Regions from separate parts of the Callithrix jacchus genome. Here region 2 is linked to region 1. Evidence: chromatin contacts called from public Hi-C data. All regions are on one chromosome and are shown on one strand. The core of a region is the stretch at or near the end of the contact, and the rest is flanking DNA. Distances in the headings are between cores, read along the strand shown. Region 1 holds the start of ACO1 (aconitase 1). Region 2 holds the start of NDUFB6 (NADH:ubiquinone oxidoreductase subunit B6).

Evidence for each region. Hi-C and Micro-C count contacts between places; a contact is called where the count stands out from the background.
Region 2: a contact with region 1 is called in a Hi-C map of induced pluripotent stem cells, with 7 times the contacts expected there. The contact joins the promoter of NDUFB6 here to the promoter of ACO1 in region 1. A contact is called at or near these places in 3 of 3 Hi-C or Micro-C datasets (induced pluripotent stem cells and skeletal muscle).

The regions. Positions count from the first base shown.
Region 1 is chr1:139,571,125-139,573,948 of calJac240_pri, reverse strand. It overlaps ACO1 (aconitase 1), which reads right to left and starts at 1,345. Exons shown (of 21, transcript XM_035307488.3): 1 at 1,255-1,345.
Region 2 is chr1:139,756,997-139,759,696 of calJac240_pri, reverse strand. It overlaps NDUFB6 (NADH:ubiquinone oxidoreductase subunit B6), which reads left to right and starts at 1,445. Exons shown (of 4, transcript XM_002743000.6): 1 at 1,445-1,744. The coding sequence starts at 1,565.

The sequences.
Region 1 (2,824 bases), core at 96-2,595:
AAGGTTCATCAGCTTCACGTGGGGACCTAGTACTTGGTTTCCAAAGTGAGATCAAATCTGGTCCCAGATACCAGAGGTTAATACTGTCCATGGCATGGGGTAGTGTGTGTTCCCATTCAGAGGAAGGATCACAAACAGGAAGCAGGCCCAATGAATGAAGCCTCTAAAGCATTTCCTATACTAGCATCCTCAAAGTGTGGTGCAGAGACCTCCTAGGGATGCGCAAGGTCAAAATCACTTTCACAGTAATCAAATGTTACTTTTTTTCACTCACACATTTTCAAGAGTATACAGTGGAGATCTCAACAGGCTACATGATACTTAATAATGCAACAAATTGCAGAAGCAGCTATCGGAATCCAGCTGTCTTCAATTATGCTTGACATCGAAGAGATTTGCAAAATTGTAAAGCAATGCCATTCTTCTCAATAATTTTCTGTTTTGGAAAATACAGTTCTTTTTCATAAAAACAGGCAATGTTAAGATATAACTACTATCTTTTAAAATTAATTATTAAATAGAGTACAAATATGGATAGATATAGCTCACATAAAAGCTCCTTAAGATACTAATTTTTAAGAGTGTGAAGGGGTACTGAGTTCCAAAAAAGTTTGGGGACTTCTGCCCTAGAGGCTGTCCCCCAGGGAAGAGAGTTATCTGTGTTGCAAGAAGGAAGATGCCATTACGATGTGCTAGCTGAGTGTGGAAAAAAATGACTTGGTCCTAACTGCAGCCCTAGCTCCTTTCTGGATCTCTGAATCTATCAGGGTAGGCTCTGTGTTCAATCCTCCCACCGAAGGGTCTCTTACCCTTCACCCCATTTTCCCTTTGCCCCTTGGAGTTGATTCCCGGATCTGCCCTCATAACTTTGGCAAGGATTTCCCTATCCAGCCAGCCGGGCCTGGGCGAGGACCCTCAGTGCGGGACTCACCCCCTCGGGGTTAGGACTCCCAGGGCCAGCCGCACACTCTAGGCAAGGACTTCCAGGACAGGAAACACAGCCAAGGCTAAGAGGGTCTAGAAAAGCCACTTCCAATCCCTCTCCCCGGGTTGACACAGACTGGGGACATGGCGGAGACGTGAGTCGCCAGAAACGCGTCCCCAACCCTTCTCTCAGCCTCCCCAAGCTCGCCTCCGTGTTCCCGGGGCCGCTCTGCCTCGGGCACCGCGGTAAAGGCCGGCACCGACTCCCGAGGAGCACAGGGTGGGCGGCGCTCCGCCTGGGGACGTGAGTCGGGCCACGTCGGTACTCACCTCCGACTGTACAGTGGGGCTACCGCGACCGGCGCACCAGACTCCAGCAGCGGGTCGCCCTCCCGCACGCGGCGCGGTTCCAGCAGCCGCCTCCGCGCTCCTCCCACTCTCGCCCCAGGGGCCGCCGCGCGATGGGCGGAGCAGGGACGGCGCTTGCGGGCCGCGCGCGGAGGAGGGGGCGGAGCCTGCGGGGGCCCCCGCGGGCCTGGAGGACTTGGCCCCCGGCGGGAGACTAGGGTGGCGAAGGGGCTTCTCCGCAGGCAGTGGGAGGGCTGCTCCCTCGGCCAGGGTCCACTTCTGCCAGCCCGGGACCTGGGACGAGGGAGTTGTTCACTTTGAGGGGTAGCATGTGACTGCCCAGCGGGCGTTGGGAAGTGACCAAAGGGCGGGGAAGAAATGGAATTGTTTTTAAAAAACTGATCTGGCCATAACTGCAGAGGCTTCATTAGCTGGCTGCCCCCGTACGTGTGGTCCCTTCGCCAGCCTTCCTTCTCACTCTGTCTGTCCCCACCCTCTCCACCCTCGCCTTAATTCTTTGCGCAAAGCCTGCCAAGTGGGCATCAGAGTCACGCTGTCACAATAGGGCTTCAACATTTTTGGGCCAAAAGTGCAATGTGCAGATTTCCTTGGACATGTTACAAAACAACACTTTGTAATGCACGATGTTCACCGGTCAAGTCAAAACAATGGCTGGGAGATGGCACCAAGTGGGCTTTCACAAGACCTGCTTTTCATGTTGGTTGGAGTTGTGCCCTCTTGGGTGAATGTGAGTTCAAAAAAATGATTACCTATTTCTAGATGAAAAATGGTGAGGTTTTCCTGCCCAAATTATTTGGAAAGTTACTGAAGTTTTCTGAATAAGTGGCGTATAGGATGAGTAAACAATAGCCAATACTAATACCCACTGCTACCTTATACTGCCCTCCCACTTTCCACAAAGCTCTGTGATCGACTCTTTCCATGTGTTATTATTTTTTTGTTTTTTTGAGACGGAGTTTCAGTCTTGTTGCCCAGGCTGGAGTGCAATGGTGCAATCTCGGCTCACCACAACCTCTGCCTCCTAGGTTCAGGCAATTCTCCTGCCTCAGCCTCCCGAGTATCTGGGATTACAGGCATGCGCCACCATGCCCAGCTAATTTTTTGTATTTTTAGTAGAGATGGGGTTTCACCATGTTGACCAGGATGGCCTCGATCTCTTGACCTCGTGATCCACCCACCTCGGCCTACCAAAGTGCTGGGATTACAGGTGTGAGCCACCATGTCCAGCGAGACTCAAGTCTTTGGGTTGTTTTAACGCCAAAGCCCACCCCTTTCCTGTTATGCTGCACTACGAGTACAACTACCCTCTAGTTATATTTAACTTTGAAATATAAATACTTACATTTATTTTGAAAGGGAGATAACTGTATTTCCAATGTGAGAGGAGACTTTTTTTTGCACCCACTTCCTAAATCCTTGCCATTCACATTAGTAATTAAATTTTCTTCGAGTGTCCACCATGTGGCAGAGGTTCACCATAATCTCTGAAAAATCATGCTCCAGTCCCCTTGGGAGGCAGGGAGAGTGGGGG
Region 2 (2,700 bases), core at 196-2,695, 190 kb before region 1:
TGTGGTTGGCTGAATATGTAATTGTGGAACCCACAGATAAAGAGGATTGACTATTTGCCCTTTTTATTTTACCCTTATAAAATCTCATCCTCGAGTTCATGTCCTTTGTAGGGACATGGATGAATCTGGAAACCATCATTCTCAGCAAACTGACACAAGAACAGAAAACCAAACAATGCATGTTCTCACTCATAGGTGGGTGTTGAACAATGAGAATACATGGACACGGGGAGGGGAACACTACACACTGGGGTCTGTTGGGGGTGGAGGGGCTAGGGAAGGGGTAGTTGGAGGTGGGGAGGCTGGGGAGGGATAACATTGGGAGAAATGCCTAATGTAGGTGTGTGGGGGGGGAAGGGATGGAGGCAGCAGACCACCATGGCATGTGTGTACCTATGCAACAATCCTGCAAGATCTGCACATGTACTCCATACTAGCTTCATGCACTTAGGCCCCAGCAGAGCAGACCAGACCAGACCAAACCAGAATGGAGTCGTTTGTGCTAAGTACCACATAATCAAACAGAACTTTGAAATAGGCCAGTTTTCCAAAACCAGGAAATTCCTCTAAACCTGAGTCAGTGAAATAAGGAAGTCCCTTCTGCTTTAACCCTAAAAGTAACTTTGAAACAATGAATCCACTTTTTGTTCTGTTTCTGCTTTCTTCAGCCCTTTTGCCAATAAACCGACCGTGGCTGCTCAGCTGATCAGAACACTCATTCTACTCTATAGAATGAAGTGTTTTCTGATTCTAGAATCACAAATGAGTCAATTCAGATCTTTAAACTAATACATTGTAATGATGTCTTTTGACTGTTGTACTTTATTCAAGCAGTCCTTTATTTAGGAATTTGGGGGTAATTTCCAATATTTTGCTATTATGAATCGTGTTGACTAATCGTGCATGCCCTTTGATATTTTCACCACATATAGTTTTGGGTGAAAGCATGAACGCATCTATGCATTGTTGCTAGATATTAAGCTACTCTTTACACTGTTGCTGTACAAATGGAGGGACAGATGAGACAGCTGCCCAGGGGCACTTTAGCAGTTACCGGCACAGCTGGGATTTGAACTTGGATGAAACTATTTTCATACACTCTCTAGGTCATTCCAAGGTGGGAGAGGCAAGCGAACAATTTTGTATCTGGCCAGCATATTCACTGAAACACATATGCTTATCCTTCCTGCTCCCAGCATACAAATTCTTCCTGAACAAAACCTACAGTCCTCTTATTTAGCATACTTTCGTCTAATATTGCCACTTTTCCCAGACCCCACAACTAAGAGTAGTCTGCGTCCCCACAGGCTCGTAATCCAGGCGGGTAAAGCGGAGGTAGCCGGAGAGGAAATTGGAGGTGGAAAGCTTTGCGCATGCCAGGACACGGCTCTTCTCGCGAGGAATCTGGGCCCCCTGCAAAGGCAGGACCAGGATGTGACGTAATAACCGCGCGCTGCCCCCAGCGGTGCCCTCAAGGTCGCTTTGCAGAGCTGGAGAGCGCTTAAGTAAGGAGGCCCTAGTTTGAGGGCGCTCTGTGTCCTTTTGCCTTAATACCAGCGGCGACATGTCGGGGTACACTCCGGATGAGAAACTGCGGCAGCAGCAGCTGCGAGCGCTGAGAAGGCAATGGCTAAAGGACCAGGAGCTGAGCCCTCGGGAGCCGGTGCTGCCCCCAGAGGCGACGTGGCCTATGGACAGATTCTGGGATAAGTTTTTGGCAAATAAGTCCCCTTGGAGGAACATGGTGAGTGGTGAGTGGTGATCCTTCCCAACGCATCCCACCGCGGCCGGTAGCCTGGACACTGGACGTACGCTCCCTGTAGCCCCACTGATAACGTTCCGTGATTGGTGACACTGGCCTGTCCCGAGAGTCCTCCTGGAGTCTCGGGAGGCAGGAGTCCAGGAATATGTATGGCTTTGAGAGAATCATGCCTTTTACCATCAAGTACAGTGAGACGGAGGCGAATCTTAATACTTAGGTTTTCCAGGACGCTGCACGTTTGATTTTCTTGACTGTAGAAATCTTTTCCCAGAATTAATAGTCAAGGACTGGCTGCAATTAAAATTCTGTGATTTTACTATTTGAGGACACTTGTCTAACTTTTAAGTGTGAGGTTCTAGAGACCAGGTAACACAGCATCCAACTACCAGAGGGCACAACTAGCCGCTTGCTGGTAGTACAGCTCCATGTGATCAACATAAAAGACAGGGTCTTGTTGGTATGCCTAGTGAGCTACGTTGAAGAGCTACATTTATAAACTACCACACTGTACTTTTAACACAGTGTTTCATTGAAAAATGACATTTGGGTCTTTGAAGAAAATCACTCATTCAGAAGCTTTATTTTCAAGGCCTCTGGGTATTTTCTTGAGGTCTGTTATGGGTGATAAACACATCTCAGAATTGCTTTCAGTTACCTGCAAAGCTTACTGATAATAGTAGTAATAATAGTAACACTTGGGTGCTTGCTGTGTGCTTGGCACTCTACTGAGGGTTTTACATGTGTTACTTCATTTCTTTATTCCTGTAAGGTAGAAACTATTCCTAATCCTCACTTTAAATGTGAGGAAACTGAGACCTACAAAGATCCAGTGATTTGCCGGTGGTCAGGGAGCTAGGAATTGAAGGAGTTCATATTGAAATCAACATGTATCTATTTCTTACTGTGCTACAAATTCTAGTGCAACAGAATTGTTGAAA